Linked DNA regions of Zea mays: region 1 is linked to region 2. Evidence: chromatin contacts called from public Hi-C data. All regions are on one chromosome and are shown on one strand. Each heading gives the region's core, a stretch centred on a gene start, on an enhancer-like site or on the middle of the called end of the contact. The rest is flanking DNA. Distances are from core to core; before and after follow the strand shown.

Region 1 (4,752 bases), core at 30-2,529, 160 kb after region 2:
TCTCTAGTAATCTTCTCTGTATTTGTCTTTGTTATTGATTCAATAAAGCCAAGATTCTTCTCCTCAGAAAGACTCAGCTTCGTTTCAGCGACAACTTTCTTATCTTGAGACATCTCTTCGAAAATGCTGAAAATGTGCTCTTAAGGCAGAAGCTTAGAAAATCTAAAAAGCCAGGCAAGCGTTTGTAGGCAAGAGCTAAAAATTGAGCAAGCAGAGCAGATGGCAAAAAGCATGCCAAATGAGCTCGTGGTATGCTCTTATTTATACGCCTAGTGCGTTGCAAGTTGGAGGGCCCCGCTTGTCATTGACTGTTGCTATTCTAGCAAAAGGAAGATGTTTTTTCGGACCTTGGGCTTAGGGCCTTCGTCCATATCGCAATCTGAATTTACCATTCTAACAAATTAATATTGCGAGGGGCTACTGTTGGGGGCCTTCGGCTTCCGAAGGTCCTCAAAAACATGATTTAATAATGTTTCTGGAGTATAATACATGAACAGGTACCTTCGGACTTGGGTCAAAACCACAGTGTGAAGAAGCACAAAGAATACGAAGGATGGTGCAGAGCCGAAGCTATGTGCAGGGGAGCTTCGGCGTGATAGCAGAAAAGGAAACCGACTTAAAGGGGAAAAGGCTATTTAGACCCCGATGGATTACTATAGAGTTATTAGTAAATGTAAAGGGCATGAGTGTAATTTTACATGGGCTGCGTCCCGTGCCTATAAATAGGTGAACAGTGCTCCCGTACTGTTCACGTTGATCTGGCATTTGCTTTTGCATCACACTTGTACCCTTACCTTCTTTCGAGCTAAGGTACATTTATAATTTGACATTATTTCTATCTTTCTACAATAATAAAATAGAAACGAGTTGATAATAATATATGATTGTTTATGTTATTCTTTTATATATTTCATATGGTTCCCTCTTCGTTATTATGTATTATGCTGATGAAGGTATGTCCTTCATAATCTTCGTCTGAAAATCGTTATATCTCAAGGAAAATAATGCTTCAAAGAACGAAAGACTTTAACGTTTAACCTTTTTGTGTTGCCTTGTTCTTAACTCATAACATTTGAGAACAAGTCTCCAACACAGTCGTTGTCGTGACCCAGTGCTCTATGGCTAGAGAAATTTGTTATTTACACTCCATTTTAGCTTTATGTTATTATACCATCTCATGTTTATGATTGATAGAATCATTTGTGACAATGATTTATAGATCCGATAATATAGTAGCGAAGCTCATAAATGATAATGACAAAATTGCAAATGTCTTGTCAGTCTATAGCACAAATATGGCCGCGCCCCATCACCTCTGTCTCGAGCCGTCCCTCTCAATCCCCCGCACCCTCTCTCCCTGAGCGCTCGCGAGCCTGCGGCCACCACCGCCGTCTCCACGCCGCGCAGATCCGCCCAGCCGGTTCGGCCCCACTCGAGAATACGTGTACGGACGCAGGCCCCGCCCACCTCGCCGAGGACTCGCTCCTGTGTCGTGCGCGCCAGCACTACCGGTGGCCGTGCGCGGCTGGGCCGTGCCGATTCGACCGAATCCGGTGGAATTCACCGTGCCGTGGTGTCAAATCGGTGAGCTCCGTTGGGTTACGCGTGGGTGGAGGCTCGTTCAGGTCTGGGCGGCCGTAAGTGGCGCCGGGCATGGTTCTAGGGTTTGGTTTTGGTCTTTTGGCGTGAGGGCATGGCGGATGGGGGCCGGATGAAGGGCGTACAGAGCGCTGGCGGTGGCGCCGGTGACGACGAAGAGGGGAATGAGGAGGTGCGAGAGGAGCCGGAACTCGCGCTGTCGCTGGGGCGGCGAGTCTGGCACCTCCCGCCGCGGCAGGAGGCCGCTCCCCGCTCACTTAACTGGACTCCGGTTCTGCCGGAGTGGAACCCCGACGCCGCTGGGAGCTCGCAGGGTGTGGAAAGGGCCTTGGGCGGACAATCCATCTCTTCTCTTGGGTTCCATGACATGTTTGGTGGTATCCTAGACGATCCCCAAGCGGGTGGCAGTATGGAGGTTGGGTGGGGCAAGCTGAACGAAGAGGATGAAGACAGAGACCTGCAGAATAAACGGCTCAGAGTACGACACTTTGGCGAGTAAGTTATGCCAATGTTGCTCCTCATCTTTAGTATTTTGCATGATGTGGACTTTTTGTTGTTCGTTTAAATGTTTTGTTTCTCTAGATCCTATTGATAGTAGTTTCAGGAAAACCTGCCTAGTGAAATTGAAACGAAGCTGCACTTCATGCATTATGTAATTGATGTGGAGTTGCAACCTAAGGTCTTGTTCTTTTGCATGTATGTGGAGGATACCTAAGATGTCTTGAACTCAAGCATGAAAATTTATGCAGTGCATTTTTTGATGTTCGTGTATGTTGAAATGCTGAGCCCATTCTAACAACGGTAGCAAAGATGTAATGCAGTTGCCTGAAGTGTTGTTTTTGTAATCACTGCCTCCCTGGTTTGAAATGATAAAGGACCCACAAATGGATCAATGGAGAAAGTGTTTGCTCTAAGGCCATTCTCAATAACAGTTTCATGAGAGTAATTAGTATGTCACATAGAATTAATTGATATGCCACATAGGATTTTTGATGACATGGCACTACATTTCATAATGAAATAGGTGAAACTACTTTCACCTTTCTGAAACTATGTCAACCCGTTTCTAAGGTATTGGAAAGCGCATGAAACCTCCATTGAGAGCGATTTATTTTATCTCCATCTATTCCTATTGATTATTTAGATGCAACATTTAAGTCACATGTTAGCCTATGAATTTTCACAAAATTGTCCCTTCCAACTATATTCGTGAAGACTAAGTTACTCTGTCCAATCCAAATTGTAAATTGTTTGAGGAATGACTGGCCTGACGCAGTGGTGAGAGCCCTTTGACTGAGCCAGGGGTAAGGCTCCCCTTGGTTATTCCTTCCCAGACCCTATTCTTGTGGGAGCCACCAATATTGGGCCTGTCCTTTTCCAGATACATAGCTCTTGCTAGCACCTAGATTCATAATAAAAGCTATCTATCTAGAAAAGCCAAAAGAACTTGCAATTTGGAATGGAGAGTGACAGGTCCCTAGGTACGGGGTACCCAACGTGAGCCCATTACTGGTGGCGGTCCAACTGGGCGAATAGCCACAGGAGTAAAAGTCTACCAAGTCTCGCCGAGCAACTATGCGAGGTGGACGATCCGACCAGCTCCCGCCAAGCAACTCTGCAAGGTGAATGACCCGATCAGCTCCCGCCGAGCATCTCTGCGAGGCGGACGACCCGACCAAGTCTCGTCGAGCAACTCTACGAGGCGGACGATCCGACCAAGTCCCGCCGAGCAACTGGGCGAGGCGGAGACTTGAATACCCACAACGGGGGACAATTCATCTGTGGGCCTCGGTTCCACGACCCCCCGTCACGCGCCTAGCAGGCGCACGCCTGTACCCGTTTAACGTGAAAACAAGACAGACACAGTTGACCCACGCCAGCCACGATAAGACACGTCACCACCAAATATCGTCTTGACTGACGCCATGGCACGTCGGGGAAGTGTCGGAGACTCTCCATCAATGGGACGAGGCGTCATCATGCACGGCCCTTAACGCCCCAACCCTGCGACATGGGACCAACCAAAGTTCCACTACAGAGAGCCTCAACACTGGAGTCTCTACAGTAACCCACGAACGGGACATGGCGGGGCGACCCGCCGTATTGGTCGTGCGCTTATGCACGTGTCAGAAGACGACGCCCAAGAACTCCCGTAGATAACACATCCCACTTTGCTTCAAACGACCTGTCTCTTTGTAAAAAGACCTCCCCCTTGAACTATAAAAGGGGGCAGCGGAACAGTAGGCAGAGCAGGCAAGAGAGCTTGGAGCATTTAGTAGCAGTTCTCTTCTCCCTCGCTCTCTCACTCTCACTTGCACCCTTTGTAACACACATCCAAGAGTAATACTAAGATCAACACTACATAGGGCACCTGCTTGAACCAATATAAACCCTCCCGAGTCACATGATTCACCATTCGGAGTGAGTCCGTGCTAGCCTCCCCTGCCGAATATAAATTCTACTGTGTCCCCGGTCTCCGATACCACGACAAAGAGGATATATATAATGAAGATCTTGTCATCTACCATAGACAGTCATAAAAATGTCAGAGGTTCTTGGTTTCCCTGAGATCTAGATGAATCAGGCCATGCTGAATAAGATTTTGGTTGGCGTTTTGACCTCAGTCTGTCCTTCATCCAAGTATATCACTTTGCCTTTTAAATATTGTTTATTACCTTGGTGCTAACCTTTTGGCATCATCCTATGTTACACAATGAGCATTTTTATGTTGTATTCTAAATAGTCTCTTACACCATTTGCATGTTTTTATGCATGTGTAGTTTAGGGTTAATCTTTTACTATAGCAGACAAGCAAGGACCACAATTTCTTAAGTTTTTTAATAGTACGATACCTTTGGATATTGATCATTTTGCTTGTTTTGGGTTGTTTCCAACTGTTGTGCTGTTGTGAGCTACTCCTCCCATTAAAGAAATGTAGATCCTTTTACTTCTGTCCTAAGTCAAACCTCTATAATACTATCAAACAAATGCACTATCAAGACTTGGTGATTTTAGTGAACCAATTTGATGTTGTAGAAGCTGGTGCATTTTATTGAACTAATTCGAGTCATGGAAACAGCATCTTGCGAATGCGGGGAAAGGCTGCGTAGACCCAAATGGGTCCGACCCTTCCCCGGACCCCGCACAAGCAGG
Region 2 (4,606 bases), core at 1,761-4,260:
GAAACTTGTATAATTCATAAATAATTCATCTTAACTCCTTTTTGATCCATTTCAGTTGCATTAATCTCATACTAATATTGTCTATCATCTAGTAACCTTGTTTTACCATGAAACCTATGATAAAAATCTTGTATCTTCTCTGCTTTATAGCAGACACCTAAACCTTTGGAAAATCATAACTTTATAACTGTAACTCCGATTTTAACTGTTCTCAAACCCACGATCACGTAGCATCGCGTAGAATATTATTATGCAGTTTGTGCTTATGTTTGGTGTGATGTTAATTTTGCCTATACCATGTTTGTTTGTATTGCTACGAATAGCAATGAGGTCACGAGAATCTGAAGATCATACTGGTACGTAGAATCTCGAGTCCCAGGCAAGTTGTGGCGTTGAAACTCCTTTTTACCTAATAATGTTAGTGGTTAATCACTGTGACATGCTCAGGTTAATTTGGTGGGACCTAATAGGTTTCCATAGCATTGTTTATCCCCCACCTTGCAACCAGATGAATTATTGGGTAGATTTTCTATTGCTCTACCTGGTTTTGGAAAACTAATGTTTTATTATGATAATGTTCCAATTATGTTGTTTAATTATTGTTCATGATAAGATCATATTGTTAATTAGAACATGGAGAACCACCCAGGAAAACAGGGCTACAACAAGGGTGGTATGGGACACCCTTGGCTGACTAATTAGGAAAGCTAGTGGAGGACTACATTACCCGAAAGGGGCAAGGGCAGTAGGGGAGTGGTCGATATAGGGAGGTTCTCGGGCTGTTTTTGCTGCGATGGCGGTCAGACGGGGGATTCCTATGCTACGCTACCTAGAAACTGTAGCGGGTTTTCTGAAGCTAGTGGAACTTTGTAAAGGCCTCGTAGTGGTACCCTTCCTTGCTTCCTTGGTAGAGGTGTATGGGTTCTGATTAACTCCGTGGCAAATGGGTAACACGACTTGTGGGTAAAGATGCACAACCTCTATAGAGTGTAAAACGGGTATATCAGTCGTGCTCACGTTCATGAGCGGCTCAGACACTCACATGATTAACTTATGGAATTAAACTCAATTTGTCATTTGCATTGCATTGTGGGTGTTGTTATTAATCTTGATCTCTTATTTAATTGGGTTGGTATCTACTTATACCTAGTAACTGCTAATAAATTGATCAACTTTAAAAGCAATTCTCAGCTTTAACCATCTTCTTTGGTAAGCTTTGCACTTCACATGAGCTCCCACCTTTAGCGAGTTCATGTAGATTATTCCCCACAACTTGTTGAGCGATGAACGTATGTGAGCTCATCCTTGCTGAATTGACACCCCCAGGTCAAGAACAGGTACCCCAGGATGAGAAACATGAAGGATGGCGCGATGTGTTCATGAGAGGTCTATACCGTCGTCACCCAATCAACTTTGGTTGCTGGATTGTTGTCTTTGTATGATGTAATTATTTAAATATTTTATACAGAACTCCGTTATATATTAATGTTGTGACATTCGTTTATGTACCATGAGTCATCATATGTGTAAGACTTATTCCTAGCACACTTGGTGATTATGTTCACGCCCGAGTCCCTAAAAACCGGGTGTGACACAAAACCACATAAACAATAGCATGTACTACCCAAAAGTTCAGTGGTAAACAAGGTATAAAGATAGCCAAACTGGGGTGACCTAGTGGGTCTCATCAAAATTAACATGTGCGGGTTGGTTTATAGTTAACCTGGTCTGCGGGTTGGTTTAAGAAAACATTAGGGGCTATTGTGCAAGACTGGCTGGCTGAAGGGGTACCATCGCATATAGACCATCGGATCGGACACGGACGGCCCAGATTAGATTAGCGCGTTTAAGTCATCAGTATGTTATGCAAGCCCTTGGATCGGGAATCCACGGTCCAAGGCCCACGCGATGCCTTAACCGCTAGTCAACCGATCAACGGTCAGATCATTCATTCGCGATGGGGTAGTTTCGTGCGCTAATCTATATCATTCAACGCGAGCTCAATAGCTAAGGTTTTACAAAAACGTGACCCTTGGATTCGATCACGATGGTCCGCGTGCAATATAACCGAAGGGGTATTCTCTTTTAATCGTGGTCGTCCCGAGCTAGATGGCGGTCACCATTTCCCGGTTAGCCCATGCCCAACGACGACGGCACCAGAACCTAGGCGCGGCGACGCCATCGCCAAAGTAGGGCATCCACTATACCCGATTCCCGCCATAATCCCACAATTAACTTACGCTACACTTCTATAAGATCATGGTGAGAAAATAGGATGGATACTCACCAACAGAGAGTGTGAGGCGGCAGCACTGTGGCAAGACTCGGCGGAAGGCTTATGCCTACTCCGAAGAGCAATCTCGTGCTCCCAGCTTAGGGCTTGTTCGGTTATTCCCAATACACATGGATTGGATGGGATTGGAAAAAATTGTGAAGAAGTTTGACTTGTTTGGGATTCAAACCCATCCAATCCCACTCAATCCACATGGATTGAGAGCTAACCGAACAAGCCCTTATCGATCTTAACCGGCACAAAGCACACGTCCTTCCCAATGACGTCGCGGAGCCGCCCCGGTCTGGATCGCTGGGTCAAATCGACGGTTGGACAAAATCCCTCACACGGTGGCGCTCTACTCTTCTCACCCGGTGGCGCGCTTGTTGGAGGTTGGAGTTCGCTCAGCTGGCAACGAATAGGTCGAGGTATGGCGTTCGGCGTGTCGGGTTATAGCCTCCACCTCCTCCCAATCATCCTCGGAGTTGGTTTGGGTCCGTGTGGTTTGCGCGGCATGCAGAGGAGCTACCGAGAGTCTGTTGTCGGGAGATCCATAGCAACCATGGGCCCACGCGTCATCGACCCGGGTTGAGGGAAGCATACGCTGAGCGGCTGACAAGCTATCCCCCACCCACAGAGAACGCGTGAGAAAACAACGCCAGTGTAGAACGAGTCTATCCCATGGGCCCCACCTGCCAGTGAGTGAAATGGCAATTTGCGGGCACGGTGATGTGAGACTGACCGGTGGGCCCCTATTGTCGACACCAGTCCGCCGTGGTGGGCTGTCCAGGCCGCGCGAGAGGGATAGATGGGCCGAGACCAAAGGATTGAGCCCAGGCATGGTTTTTTCTTTTTATTTCCTTTTTTCTTTTTCTTTTTTGTTTTCTTTTCTTTTTAGTTTTAGATTTCAAATTTGAATGAAGATTTGATTGTGAATATCACACCTAGATTAAGTGCACAAACAAAGATACCAGCATGAAGAAGCATTTTCATTATATATATATTGTTTTATTTATTAAGCGGTTTATTCCTATTTAACTTGTGTTTGTATACTCATGCATGTATAAAATAAAAAAAATATTCCCTAAACACCAAATATTCCAACTCCTTTATTCATTATGATTTGGGTATTACATGTTGCATATATGTCCTTGCGTGCAATGATATAAGTAGGACAATCCCTCAAAAATGTTTAAGCTTAAATGCCACATCCAAACCTTGCACTATCATAAGCCTTGTACAATGGATGGTGGGTCTATAAAATTAGGGTGCCACCAGTTTTCCTTGACTAGGTATGTTTGTATCGGATACGAACTACAGAAAGGGTTGGTTAACTTAAACAAAGTGAGCTTAATGGTTATGGACTTTGGGCCATAAGATTGGGAGCCGAGACATAGATATGTCACCCAACAACAAAAGTCATATATATGATATGATATGATTAGCAAGAAGTTGCTTACCGATCTACCTTGTCTTCTAGCAGTGATGCTAAAGCTCACTAGTAGACTTGTTAGTTGTGGGTTCTGGATCTCTAAGTATCAATCGAGGGATATTGATTTTAGTGGGAGTAGACTCTATTAAATGTTTAATATGATTTACTCTATCATGGATATTTTTGTCTTAGTATTTTGCATTATTTTGTTGTATATAAATGGCACCTAGCACACCAACATTTACTTTGGAATCAATTCTTGAAAAGGATAATTTAAATGGAACAAACTATACGGATTGGATCCATAACCTGAGAATTGTTCTCAGGGCTGAAAAAAAGGAAGACGTTCTAGACACCCCACTGCTAGAGGATCCTGGTGAATATGCAACTACTGCAGCTAAAACCGCTTACAAGAAAGCAATGGATGCTAATCTTGAAGTGAGTTGCCTGATACTTGCTTGCATGGAGCCTGAGTTGCAGGTGCAGTTTGAGACAAACCATGAGGCGCACGATATGATCGTGGCTCTCAAGCATATGTTCCAGACTCAGGCTAGGACTGAAAGGTTCAATGTGTCCAAAGCCTTTCTGGAATGCAAGCTAGCAGAAGGCGCAACAGTTGAGCCACATGTAATCCAAATGGTTGGTTACAGTTAGAGGTTGGAGAAGCTAGGCTACCAAGTAGGCCAAGAGTTGGCCACTAACTTCATTTTGGCGTCTCTTCCACCCAGCTATGGAAACTTCATTACGAACAACCATATGCATGGGGCAGAAAAGGGCCTCAATGTACTATGTGGCATGCTGAAAACAACATAGGGTGACATAAAGAAAAGCACTGGCAGCAGCGACCGTGTGATGGTGGTCCAAAACAAACCCAACTTTAAGAAGGGTAAATCTCAAAAGAA

Evidence for each region. Hi-C and Micro-C count contacts between places; a contact is called where the count stands out from the background.
Region 1: a contact with region 2 is called in a Hi-C map of tassel, with 3 times the contacts expected there. The contact joins the promoter of LOC103643599 here to the enhancer-like site in region 2. A contact is called at or near these places in 6 of 25 Hi-C or Micro-C datasets (bundle sheath, ear, leaf and 1 more).

Annotation. Positions count from the first base shown.
Region 1 is chr1:250,241,279-250,246,030 of Zm-B73-REFERENCE-NAM-5.0, forward strand. LOC103643599 (F-box/LRR-repeat protein 15) reads left to right here and starts at 1,280. Exons shown (of 17, transcript XM_020546794.1): 1 at 1,280-2,094. The coding sequence starts at 1,694.
Region 2 is chr1:250,080,476-250,085,081 of Zm-B73-REFERENCE-NAM-5.0, forward strand. No RefSeq gene overlaps it. Among protein-coding and RNA genes, the nearest start is that of LOC103645419, 71 kb to the right of the region's middle. Within about 2 kb of position 3,011, at least 17 of the 20 cell types and tissues checked have an H3K27ac peak or open chromatin away from gene starts, as enhancers often do. A contact at or near this core is called in bundle sheath, ear, leaf and 1 more, where this site is marked.